Linked DNA regions of Rattus norvegicus: region 1 is linked to region 2. A link is a contact called in public Hi-C data. All regions are on one chromosome and are shown on one strand. The core of a region is the stretch at or near the end of the contact, and the rest is flanking DNA. Distances in the headings are between cores, read along the strand shown. Region 1 overlaps Ttc27 (tetratricopeptide repeat domain 27). Region 2 holds the start of Ltbp1 (latent transforming growth factor beta binding protein 1).

Evidence for each region. A called contact is a pair of places that touch in the nucleus more often than the background predicts.
Region 1: a contact with region 2 is called in a Hi-C map of Schwann cells, with 6 times the contacts expected there. The contact joins the enhancer-like site here to the promoter of Ltbp1 in region 2. A contact is called at or near these places in 6 of 12 Hi-C or Micro-C datasets (the A7r5 cell line, the Rat2 cell line, Schwann cells and 3 more).

Annotation. Positions count from the first base shown.
Region 1 is chr6:26,360,726-26,367,817 of GRCr8, reverse strand. All of the region lies in intron 13 of Ttc27 (tetratricopeptide repeat domain 27), which reads left to right. Among named protein-coding and RNA genes, the nearest start is that of Ttc27, 90 kb to the left of the region's middle. Within about 2 kb of position 2,972, at least 37 of the 93 cell types and tissues checked have an H3K27ac peak or open chromatin away from gene starts, as enhancers often do. A contact at or near this core is called in Schwann cells, where this site is marked.
Region 2 is chr6:26,174,546-26,180,996 of GRCr8, reverse strand. It overlaps Ltbp1 (latent transforming growth factor beta binding protein 1), which reads left to right and starts at 3,696. Exons shown (of 34, transcript NM_021587.2): 1 at 3,696-4,492; 2 at 5,451-5,521. The coding sequence starts at 4,017.

The DNA.
Region 1 (7,092 bases), core at 1,723-4,222, 190 kb before region 2:
ATTCCTCGGTTGAAGGGCATCTGGGTTCTTTCCAGCTTCTGGCTATTATAAATAAGGCTGCTATGAACATAGTGGAGCACGTGTCTTTGTTATATGTTGGAGCATCTTTTGGGTATATGCCCAGGAGAGGTATAGCTGGATCCTCAGGTAGAAAGAACTATTTGCAATTTTCTGAGGAACCTTCAGACTGATTTCCAGAGTGACTATTCCAGCTTTCAATCCCACCAGCAATGGAGGAGTGTTCGTTCCTCTTTCTCCACATCCTCACCAGCATCTGCTGTTTTTGATCTTAGCCATTCTCACTGGTGTGAGGTGCAATCTCAGGGTTGTTTTGATTTGCATTTCCCTTATGACTAAAGATGTTGAACATTTCTTTAGGTGATTCTCAGCCATTTGATATGGATATTCCTCGGTTGAGAATTCTTTGTTTAGCTCTGTACCCCATTTTTTAATAGGGTTACTTGATTCTCTGGAGTCTAATTTCTTGAGTTCTTTGTATATATTGGATATTAGCCCTCTATCAGATGTAGGATTGGTAAAGATCTTTTCCCAATCTGTTGGTTGCTGTTTTGTCCTAGTGACAGTGTCCTTTGCCTTACAGCTTTGCAGTTTTATGAGGTTCCATTTGTCAATTCCTGATCTTACAGCATAAGCCATTGGTGTTCTGTTCAGGAAATTTTCCCCAGTGCTGATGTGTTGGAGGCTCTTCCCCACTTTCTCTTCCCATTTTTAATATTTTTGACTATATGTTTTCTTGATGCACTGTGCAGTGTGACATCACTGAACTTGAGTTTTGAGCAGTGATTGTGTCATCTTCCTTTGATTTTATGAAACCTTGGTTTTTACCTACCGTCTCCACAGCACCCCAAGATACTGTAATGTGATTTAAATTTTCTGTAGTTAACAATTAATGCTGGAAATTAATATGGCTGCAGTTATTCCTTAACCAGCTAGTTCCCCAAGGAGACCTTTTAATATTTCAAAGCTTAGGCCTTAGCTGGGCAGACTCAACCAGCTCATCTGAGTTAACCTGACCCGTCTACCCCTTCCAGCCACGTGACTAGCTATACCTTCCAGACCCATAGTCATGTCTCTCTCCTCATTTTTTTCTAGAGTTTCTTTCTTCTTCCCGGGCAATCCTGCCTTCCTCTTTCTACTGCCCAACCACAGACTTTAGCCTTTTATTGACCAATTGAGTTGGGGAGCAAGGTTTGCACAACAAAAGCTGATATATGTGAGAAATTGCTTGTCTTGGGGCAACCAGATCTTGAGGCACAGAATTTAGCATTTGAATGCATATCTACACCAGAGCAGCCTCACCATACACACTGAGAGTGGACAAAGAAAATCACTGTAACATAATTCTTTTTACTGTTTTGTATACATTTCTTTAGCTGTGCCTTTAAATGGCACTAAAGAAGCCATCTCCTCAGTGGCATCATCGGTCATTGGTACCGATGGCAAGTGGAGCCGTATGTGTGGCGTGAGTATCGCCATCTACCCAATGAGGAAGGGCGTGGTTACACTTGCTTCATGTCCTGCTGCAGTGCAAGTTGGTGAGCCACAAAGTTCACACTCAAGAACTGGGTAATCCAAACACATTAACAAAAATCACAGTGGTTTTTTTTTTTTTTTTGGTTCTTTTTTTTTCGGAGCTGGGGACTGAACCCAGGGCCTTGCACTTCCTAGGCAAGCGCTCTACCACTGAGCTAAATCCCCAACCCCAAATTACAGTGTTTTGTTTTTTTTTTTCTTTTTCTTTTTCTTTTTTTCCAGAGCTGGGGACCGAACCCAGGGCCTTGCTCTTGCTAGGCAAGCACTCTCCCACTGAGCCAAATCCCCAACTCCCAAATCACAGTGTTTTAAGTAAGCATTTCATCTTTGTATTGTGCCACCTTCCTAGCTGTCCTGGAGCCCATACAGCTCATAGGCTGCTGGTTGGGTCCCCCTGAATTAAAGTTTGCTACTGATATTTTCATGGCTACCGGAAGCCAGGCAGCTCTTTGGGGATACTGCTGGCATTGAAGTTCAGATGATTGGATGTGGAGCCAACAGGTTTTGTCCGTAGTTGAGGTTAAGGAATACGTATGTAACTTGTAATTTATCGTTTCTGAGCATGCAGTTGAGTAATAGGAGGTAGCTTCACACTGTTGGGCACCTGTGAAACTCAAACTAAATCTGTTAGGCGAGTCCTCATTTCCCCTCTCTAAACCTCTGGCAGCCACTGTTTTCCACGTCTACTTACTTCATAAATGCAGACCATACAGTATTATTCTATTTCCTTACATGTATGAGTACTTGGCTTGCATGTGTGTAAGTATACACACCATGTGTGTAGTGCCCGCAGAGGCCAGGAGAGGACAGTGGATCCTATGGAACTGGAATCACATTTGTGAGATACCCTGTAGGTACTGGGAACCTAATCCTGGTCATCCCCTGGACCAGCCAGTGCTCTTAACCTCTGAGCCATCTTTCCAGCCCTCCGTATTCTTCTTTGATGACTACTTCATTTCACTTAGTGTAGTGTCCTTGGGACTCATCCATGCTACGGTACCTGTGCGAACCTTTTCCTTACAAGGCTGGATAGTATCCCACTGAGCCCCATTCTGACTGCCTGCTCATCGGGTGGAGGTGTGGATTGCTCCACATCCTAACTGCTATGGATAGTGCTGAAATGATGTGGAAATGGGTGGAGAGAAAGGTAGACCTGGTAGTCCTTACACTGAGGAAGATGTGATGCTTTCAAAGAGTCAAGTTTCATTAGAGTATTCTTCAAACAAAATTTAAAGTAGGAGAGAGAGAGAGAGAGAGAGAGAGAGAGAGAGAGAGAGTGTGTGTGTGTGTGTGTGTGTGTTGTAATGAGAATAACATATGGTATCCTCCAAAGCTGGTGACAAGTAGCAGGCTGGGGAAGAGGGAGACGTTCACATACAGTGTCTGCTGAAGGTCATGGGCAGCAGAGATGCTTTACGTCTAGTTTGGAGTGGTTTTCATTGGCAGCTGTACCAACTCAGTGATTCTTACTTCATGTGATTATACAACTTCTGGACGTAATTTTGACTTTCATAGTGGGGAAGTGAGGGCATCTGCTATTGGCTTGTGCAAGAAGAGATACCAGAGATGTTGGGGAACAAAATCCCACGGTGAAATATCCCAGCACACAGCACAGCTGTCTGTAGTAGCTTTTCTGGTTTGTTACGTCAGTAACTCTGTGGTTAGATCAGTCTTTCCTCCTCTCACAGACAGGAGAATGGAATGGACTCAGCTTTGAGAGACAAGTCGTATTGATAGGGTAGGGTGGGTTAGTTAGACTGCAGAGCTTTGGGAACAAAAGCTGAGCTGTGTGCTGAAGGGATGGAGGTGCTGGTAAACAGGCTGGTCTTTCAGAGCAGAGAAAATAGGGCCTTTACAATGGGAGTGCTAGATCGCACCCAGGCTATCAAATATCGTACATGTGAGGCTACTCTGACATTTTTGTTCAGTTGTTAGGAACCACTAAAGTTGATTTATGCCATGCTTCGCCTTCAGTGCAGGAATGAGGTGTGACAGAGGACTCAGGACCATCGTTTTGTGCCCACAGCTATGGAGGGGGACACTAGATAGCCTGGGTAGGAAGCTGGTAGCAAGCTCTGTTTTGCAGGAGGGACACTGGAACAAAAGAATGACTGAGGGAAGACTTGACAGGCTTGATGGCTTTGTTATACAATTTAGAACTAATTACTGAGACAAAGAAGTGACAGTTTGCTCAAAGCAGAGTCACAATACAGACAGATATTATGTGAGGATACTTTGCAGCCTGCCATGTGTCTTCAATTCAGGCAGACTGAAAGAAATGCCAAAATACACAGGCATTTGGAGCTCCAGTGTGTACAACTGCTACAAGCTATAACTCAAACACTGTAGACGTAGTAACTTGTGACCCAAATTGGGTCTCTGAAGAAAGAGCTGTCATTACCCTGTGCTGTCTCTTTAAGTGCCACAAGAAAAAGGCTAGAATTAAAAAAAAAAAATGTCGTCCAAAAGATTAGTTTTAATGTGAGATCTAGGTGAACGGAGAGAGGCATTTGCAGAGCATTGATGTAAAAACAGCACTGTTTGGCTTTGTGTCAAGGGATGGGCTGCAACATTAACATACTGTTTATGGTGCACTTCTCAGAGAGCCAGAAGACACATACCACTTACATTCGTGCTTTTGAAATTGCTAACTACCACCCACTCATACCCACCTGTTTTTTTACCCCATGACACTCAAGAAACTAGTAAAATTTAATCTTGGGCTTCAGGGACTTGAGTACTAAAAGCTGAGGTAAGCAGGGGAGAAATCTACCCAAATCTCCAAGGCGGGATTTGTTGACACATGGACCTGTGTAAAGCTTGAGTTCTTATTTCTGTTAGTCATTCTTCCCCTTGTCCTGACTTTTATGCAAAAGGTAAAAGTGAATTGCTTAGATACCAAACCAGTTCATGTAGCACGGAGAAAGGAAAATGTTTATTCCTGTCAAGTGTTCCAACCTGGCACAACACATGTTTTTCCTTTTCTGTTCCTCTCTCTTTTAAAAAGCTTCTTTTCTCCTTAAGTCCTGTCCTTGGTTAGCAGATACTTCTCTTTTGTAAGGTCATGCGATGTCACTGTAATAAGGACTTGAGACTCATAATCAAGAGGACTGGAGAGAGAGTAGTTCCCCTGCCGGATGGGGAAGGGGAGGCATAGTGCTGATGTGAGGGGAGGCAGTTGTTGAATGAGGGATGAGGAGTGCAAGAATGTTTAGAGGGAGCTGGTTTCGCAGCTGGAGAGAGCTTGAGGAAAGGCTGGGTCCCAGAGTTCATATTGGCTGTTCCAGTGTATGCTTGCTATTTAGGTGGCCCATCCAGGGAGTGTTTGGTTTCATTATGTAAGAATTAACAGACTGTGGGATGATGTCACAGGTGAGGCAGGTACAAGATAGAAGGAGGCCTGTCATTGGGCAAGAAGGAAGGATGGGCGGGAGAAAAGTTTGAAGGAAGAGGAGGAGACTGGAATGGAAAGGAGGAAGAGACAGGAGGGAGAGGGAGAGGGAGAGAAGTGGTGGCAGGAGAATATGGCGGGTGACGTTAAGATTCCACGCTGTACCCTTACAGGTTGTTATGAATGTTCTTAAGGGATGGATGTGTATTGGGCTTTGTATGTTTAGGTGGGCAATTATATCTTATCAATTGGGCCAGAGGTTATTGTGTGTTCTTTCATGTGTAGATTTAAGTGTAATGGAGTGTGGGACAGCTGATCTGGGCCACCACAGAGTTGGGATGTGTGTTTCTGGCATGGAAACCTGCCTTGGGAACTAGATAGGTAGAGAGATCGCTGCCAGGCTCAGAGAGAGGCCTTTGGCGGTGTGATATGGGATGGAGCAGAGTGGGTGAGACACTTTGCTGACTGAGAATTAAGATATCTAGCAGCTATCTTGGGGCGCCGCAGTGCCGGACCTAGTGGGGGACAAAAGACTTTTATTTTTTATATTTTTACAACAACAGACAAGCTCACAACTGCCTATAGCTCCTGCGCCCTCAGATTAGTGCCCTCTTCTGGCTTCCAGCAGCACCTGCATGTGATAAACCTATACTCAGATACACATACACAGAACCTAAAACATAAAAATAAATCTTAGGAAGAAAGGAAGGCTATATCCAAATGTAACGTGAAGCTTTGAGGTGAATATTTTTTCTTTCTTGTCATTCTTTAAAATTTTACTTTTTATGTAGAGCAAATGAAAATGAGCAAAATTAGTTTTAATAGACTAATTTCTTGGAATAGCTTACCTTTTTCATCTATTAATGCATTCTGGATAAAAGGTATTAAAATTCTGAATAAAATTCCATCTGTCATGGGGCACGTCTAGCATTTCTAAATGCTGCTATAAATTCATGTATGCTAACCAGACATTGACAACAAAGCTACCTGTTTGGAGGACACATATTACACAAATAAGATGCAGTTTTGCTTTATGCTTTCCTGGTAGGGGCTTCTGTGTTGTTGCTAATAAGTGGTATTTGAGATACTGACTCACTTTGTAGCCCAAAATGGCCCAGCGGTCACAGTCGCCCTGAGTCCTGGAATTGTACTTGGTAATTATACCTGAACCAACATACCTGATACGTTTTTGATTTGGGGTTTTTAAATACAGTGGTCTTTAAATCCCCCAACATGGTAAAGTCAACAGTTGCTAATCAGTTAATAGATGGCGCTTTTTAAAATCACCTATTTTAAATTGTTTTAGTATTCTCTGTGTTCTGAAGGGGCTGTTGTTTGGACAGGATGTTATGTAGTCACGTGACTAAACAGTCTCTCATGCCTGCCATATAGCACATGCAGATGTGACATGCATTGTGCCGTGCCAACCCATGCGCAGAGAGCAAAGAGTTTGTGCTGGAAAATAATAAAGGGAGAACCAGTTTGTGACCCACTTAAGGCCCTGCTTTAGGGTTATCTAACTGGACAGGGGACTATTGTGGTTTTGTGTAAATGACTGGTACTGCTGATAGTTGCTAAGAATGAATGTCATAGGTGAGCACCGTGACTTTAGCTGTAAGCATGAGCAGGAATAGGATGAAGTTTGCTACAAAAGAAAATTTTCTGAGAGTACCCTTGGCTCGATGGGATTGAAGGAAGCCTTAGAACTAGTGTGGATGCCAGATGCCGTGCGTGCGTGCGTGCGTGCGTGCGTGCGTGCGTGCGTGCGTGCGTGCGTGCGTGTGTGTGTGTGTGTGGTATAGGAGATTGAGCCCAGGTGCTGGCACATGCTAACTATACATTATCCACTTGGCAACATCTCCAGACCCAGATACCTCTTAAATTAGCCATAGGACGTTCAGGAAGAAGGGAACATGCCTTTTTGCAGGAGAGGTGATTATGGTTTTGGATGTTGAGTACGAGGTGATGGTGCTGTGTTAAAGCAAAGAAAACTGATGGTCCCTTAGAGCTAGAAGCCTGGGTGAAGAGCCATTGTGAGGCAGAGTGGAGCACGCAGATGCAGTTCCTCTGATGTGAGCTGGAATTACAATAGTAACTGTTTCTTAGAGAACATTTTACCAGCTGAGAACATTAGACAGACTCCTGTA
Region 2 (6,451 bases), core at 2,447-4,946:
AATGGTCTCAAAGTGCTTTGAAATGTTTGGCATTTGCCAGCCTGTCTTTCCCCCCTAATCTTCAAACCCATGGGTTTTAATGGGAAACATAATCCTCTTTTCTGATTCATTTACACTTAGCTCATCTGAGTATTGTTTTCTAAAAACCATCTGAAGTCCAAGAAGTTTTATGAGATCTTTAAAGACTTGGTTTTTGAACAAGGAAGTTGTGTACTGCCAATGTAAATGGACCTTGAACTCTAGGGGGGTTTAGGTTCAGGGTCTGTGGCATTAAGTTCGGTTGAGACTTGGCAAAGGCTGATCTCGATGCCTGACAGGAACTGGGCCTTCAGGATTAATAGTGAGTTCAGTGTTTGAGATGAGCAGCCATCTCATGTGAAGTTACATGGGGTCCACAGCACAATTCTTAAAGATTATCTTGCTAGTTGTATAAGAAACAAGAAACTTGTGTGGAAAACTGTGATTTTGCCGGCATCTGCCAACAGCCCCAGTGGGGTTCTTTGCTAATGCATATATTTGCATATTCATGGTCATGTAGGCACACATATGTTCCACAGAATGGGGGAGCATTCCTGTTAGAGGTTATAATTTGGTTGAAGATGCACCAGAAGTGGCCACTCCTGTATTGCTGTCAGGAGAAAGAAATATTGCCTTGTACATTTTCAAAGGTAGGAAACATCTGTAATTTCTTTTGTTCTTTATTTTTGGTGTGTGCATGGTGTATGTAAGTGGCATGTATGTAGTGTGTGTGGATGTGTGTGTTCATGCTTGCCTTTGTGTTTGTGTGGAGATCAGAGGAGGACACTGGATGTCCTGTGTGATCATTTCTGCCTATTCCCTTGAGACAGTTTCTCTCTCTGGACTAGGATCTAGGCTGATAACAGCAGTTCCTGCATTCTTTTCTCCTTCCCCTTCCCCTAGAGTGCTGGAGTTACTACTGTCTGTGACCATGGTCTGCTATTATATGGGTGATGGGGATTTGAACTTAGGTCTTTATAGTTGCACACCAGGGACTCTTACTTTCTGAGCTGTCTCACAGAAAACACTTCTCTGTAGAGCCATAGATCAGAGTGAAAACCAGTTTTACTGCAAAGACAGCGATTACAAGCAGAGCCCCAGATTCTCTAGAAACTGAGATCCAGACAGGTGGAATGACTTGCCCAAAGTAGGGAGGCTAGGCTCCCAGAGTCTGCTCCCAGCTGTGCCGTCTGTAAACAGCTGCTTCTGTCCTGGAAGCAGTGTTGATATATGTCACCCCCCCCCCCCCGGCCAATCCTGGACCTGGGAGACACTTGCCAGGAAGGCTTACCCAACACTGAAACTAGTAAAGACTTCTTGTTGGTAATGCTGCCTGGGTCATTTCCCTTGTCCACTCTCCTCCTCCCTTCCCACCCATGGACTGCCTTCCCCTCCCTTGCCTCCTGCTTCCTGCCCCACTCCCTGTGCAATGCACCCAGCTGCTTAGAAAATCCCTATATGACACCTAAAATCTTCACCGGGGCAGGCTTGACTTGCGGCCAGGAAATATTCTTTGTTAAGAATTGTCTACAAGATGACAAAGAATTATGGGATATACTATGTTATAGGATCCCGGAAATCAAATAGTGCCTTGTGAAATTTCGGTTATTTTTCTCTAAGCCTTGCTTAATTCAGCTGTTTATCTTCTTTAATGCTTCATTTAGATCTTGTTTCCCCAACCAGATAGGTTTCCTTTATACAGAGCCTTTGTGCCTCAGGATACTTTGTAACTCCAGATAGATACAAGGATGCTGTGTATCTGCTGGCTTTTTGCACTGCAGGCACTGGGTAGGCATTTGTTCCCTTGTATTTTTTCACATAGAACCCAAAGTTGCAGACACCAGACAGTGTCTTGACCCCTCCTTTCACCTGGTTCACTTTGACCCAGCTTTGAGGTTGGAGTGGAGTTGTGCTGTACAGAGGGACAGGATACCCTAGCTATTAGGGCTGGGAAGGACTTTTCACCCAGTTGGTCTGTGTGTGTGTGTGTGTGTGTGTGTGTGTGTGTGTGTGTGTGTGTGTGTGTATGTGTGTGTTGAGAAAGCAGAGCTTCCGAGAGTAAAGGTGAAATGCCTGTGGACTGTAGAAATTAGTGATAATTTTATGCTGTAGTCCAGGTCTCCTTCCTTCATCCAGAGCTTTTCTTCCTTCCTTTCTTCCTTCCTTTCTTCCTTTCTTTCTTTCTTCCTTTCTTTCCTTCTTTCCTTCTTTCTTTCTTCTTTTTGATGGTAGTGGCTCTCAGACAGTGCTCCCTCTGGAAGCCTGTGTTCAGGCCTCCAGGCCCAGTCTTCTCAGATCAAATACTCACCGGCATGTCAGCCATATGCAGATTGAAGTAGGTGACTAGATTGCTTCCTCAACTTGAAATGAGTTTTCCCACCATCAATATTTCTTAACTCAGTCTCACTTGCTACCAGTTGTCCTGAGCTGGTGCACAGAAAGCCAGCAAACGACAATCAAAAGTACTAATGTGTGAGAAAACCCAAGGCTGGGAAAAAGCCCCTTTTAGCTCACTTTTGAAAATATTCCTTTATTTTATGTGTGTCACTGCTTTGCATGAATATATATATATATGTATATATATGTATATATGCATCTGAAGGTCAGAAGAGAGCATCAAGTCTCCTGGAGCTGGAGGTTTGGATGGTTGTGAACTAACATGTGGGTGCTGGGAATCTAATTCAGGTCCGATGAAAGAGCAGCCAGTGCATTTAACCACCCACCAAGCTATTTCTCCAGTCTCTGGCGCTTTCTTTTTTAAATATACAGTTATTTTAATGGACTTTTGATTTCAGTCATGTAAAAATAGCATTCATTCTGTTGACATTGTTTTAATTCAGATGTTAGCAGTAAAGATGCCATTACCTGGTTTTCTTCAAAGTCTCTTTTGCAGGAGAAAGAGGAGAGAAGAGGAGAGGAGAGGAGAGGGGAGGGGAGGGGAGGGGAGGGGAGGGGAGGGGAGGGGAGGGGAGGGGAGGGGAGGGGAGGAGAGAGAGAGAGAGAGAGAGAGAGAGAGAGAGAGAGAGAGAGAGAGAGAGAGAGAGAGAGAGAGAGAGAGAATGAATCCCTAAATGCTCCGTTCCACTGCGAGGACCACCGGCTGGGCAGCCTCTGCTTTTTTCTTCATCTACATGGGCGCCCCCTGCTGCCCATCCCGCATTCTTGACCCTCCAATGCCAGGAGCAGGGTACCACAAAGTCTTCCGGAGGTTGCAGTCCTAAAGAAAACCTTCCTTCCGACTAATAGAGATAATCACTTTCCAATGGACAGCTTGCCCTACCTGGGATAGCCTTTTCTGGGACCGGACCTAGTGTTCAAATTCAACTCCTGCAGACAGTATCCAAACAAACTCGGGTAAAACACTTCTAAACTGTTATTACTCGAATCCTTTTCGGCCGCTAGAAGGAAAGGGCCGTTCTTCCCTCACCTTGCTGAGCTCTTTGTCTTCTCCTGGGACTGGGGAGCCGGAACCCTTGTCCACTCGACCCACAGTCCCAATCTTTGGATGCGGAGGGTGGCGGCTCATTCTCCGGCTCATCTCAAGCTTTCCCCAATTAGGATTTGCTGCCTGACGTCACGTCTGCCGCAGATTGGCTGTTCAGATCTGACACAGGGCTCCACCGGGGAGAAGAAACTTTTAAAAGACTTTGCAGCCGGGGCTGCCTCTGAGCGTCCAGCGCTCACGGTCGTCCTCGCCCACCCTCGCGGGGTCGGCGCCCATAGCACCTCAGCAGCACCCGGCGACACCCCGGCTGAGCCAGGGGACCCTCACCTTGAGCAGCCCGCGCCCCTCCCCTCCTCTCCACCCCAGCTCCCGCCCCCTGCTCGCCTCCGCTCCCGGCTGGGGTCCGCTGCCGCTCAGCCGCCCGCAAAGCTCCCTCCCTGCGGCCACCCAGTTGGCCTCCACCCCGCGGCGCACAGGCTCTCCGCGGAGTCCTCGGGGATACCGAGGGAGTGCGCCGGGGCAGGGCGAGTCGCACGGCCGGAGACTGCCCGCGATGGCGGGAGCCTGGCTCAGGTGGGGACTCCTGCTCTGGGCAGGGCTGCTAGCGTGGTCTGCGCACGGCCGGGTGCGGAGGATCACGTACGTGGTGCGCCCGGGCCCGGGACTGCCGGCCGGAACCCTGCCTCTGGCTGGGCCCCCGCGGACCTTCAACGTCGCACTGGACGCCAGGTACAGCCGGAGCTCAACAGCCACCTCCAGCCGCTCCTTGGCCGGGCCCCCAGCCGAGCGGACCCGGCGCACCAGCCAGCCTGGCGGCGCGGCCCTGCCCGGGCTCCGATCTCCGCTGCCACCCGAGCCCGCGCGTCCGGGGGCGCCCAGCCGGCAGCTCCACTCAAAGGCCGGTGCTCAGACCGCGGTCACTCGCTTCGCCAAACATGGCAGGCAAGTCGTGCGCTCCAAAGTGCAGCAGGACACGCAGAGCTCCGGGGGCTCCAGACTGCAGGTTCAGCAGAAGCAGCAGCTGCAGGGGTAAGCCCACGCTCCGCCTGCCCCGCGCGCTGGGACCCGGCGGGGCCAGTGCACCGTCTCCTCCCCGCCGGGGGCGCTGCGGGAAGGGGTGGGCGCGGGGGAAGCCCGCTCACTTTTTTACTGGTGTTTAACTCCGAGTGCATTGTTACCGAGCTGCAGGGAAACACAAAAGGCATTTATTTCTTTCCCGGGGCGTAACCTCCTGTGCGCAAACCCTTCAGCTCTTAGACTATGGGCGTAAACATGAAGTCACTACAGCTTAATCCCAAGGCATCAATTAAACTTCTTGCAACTCGGTTTTTTATTTTGGTTTACCTAATGAAAAAGGGATTGTGAGTGAAAGCTGGCTCTAAAGCTCTAAAGCTCTCCTTGAGCATCCCAGAAATTGTAGACTTGGGTTTCCTGGCACCTGTGGGTCCTAAATTGGTAAGAGGTTGGGATGAGATTCCACATGGACCGCAGTAGGGGTTGGAAAGTTTGTTATTCGGTGCTGCTAAATATCCCTACTGCACGCCTTTCTCCCCATTAATCACAAGTTGGGATGGGGGCGACTTAATTTGGACATTTGGCTTCTTCCCCCAACTCCCAGGGATGGATCCTCAGGGTGATCTCACTCTTTTGGCGGGGGGGGGGGGGATGGGGGGTGCGTCAGTGAAGCAAAGTGGGCCTAGAGAATATGAAGAATACTTTTGACTGTTTTAATTTGGAGTTTGAGACAACCATTTGTTTGGATTTTAAGTCTCCATGCCTGTTCTGCAGATCCAGTGGTTCCTCCCTCCTTCCCAGATGAATGGTCCTAGACCCTTACAGCTGAGCAACTTTGGGCTGGGCATCCTGTGGGCACACTTTAGAGCTCTCTCTAATCTAGAGGAACGTGGAAGCAAGAGACTAACTTTTCAGGAACTCTCTGGAAGCTTGAGTTCACTGCTCTGGACTCAGGGGTCTCACTTTGTTTCAGGATCAATGTCTGTGGAGGGCAGTGCTGCCATGGGTGGAGTAAGGCCCCGGGCTCCCAGAGGTGCACCAAACGTAAGTCACAGCAACCTTGGACAATGGACCAGGTGGGGCTGTATGTGTGTGGGGAGTTGGGGGAGGGGAGGGTCAGGTTGGGGTTGGGGAGGTTCCTCAGAGGCCTCTTGAAGAGGCAGGCAGTTTCACCCCGGAAGGTGAAATCTGAAATACAGTACACCTGCAGCCTGTATAACCATCTAGGAAGGACTGGATTATGACATCCAAGATGCCTTGCGCTCAACCCTGGCGTTTATGACTGTCTCACTTGGGGAAAAAAAAATCCCACGTGACGGTAGGCTGTGCGCCAGAACCAATACGATTAATCTAATGGTATTTACACCAACAATTAAAAAGCATTCGTTGACGTGATGTCAGAAGAGGAATGGAAATTAGGGCACCCTTTCCCAGAGTAAGGCAGGAATAGTTGCACACTGGGCATCGAACTTAAGGCTACCCACGTGCTCAGCAAGCTCTCTACCAATGAGCGATTCATACATGTGCATCAGTACACACAGCCCTGCCCGCTCCTGGATTTACAGACCTAAGCCAACCAGGCCCGATGTTAAAAGCTTCCTGAAAAGAGCGACAAGCATCATCCAACCTCGAGGTCCAGTTATTTTCCAGAATCTTCCTGCACTCGGGGCTTTGCCAGTTCAAATGCTTGCTTAACAATATTGAAAAAAAGTTAATTACACATAGATATAAGAACACTGAAGAATATTTCTTATAAACATTATAAAGTTAAAGATAAAGGTAAATGCATATTGAAGGCCCCCCCCACAAGTCAACTGGGAATAGAAAAAATTCACCTCCACTGTAAAAAGAGCAAGTGTTAGAATTTTTATTAGTTTTCAAAATATTTTATATGTATGTGTGCATGAATGTCTGCACACTATGTACATGCCTACTACGTGTAGAGGCCAGAAGGAGTCGGATCCTAGAACTATA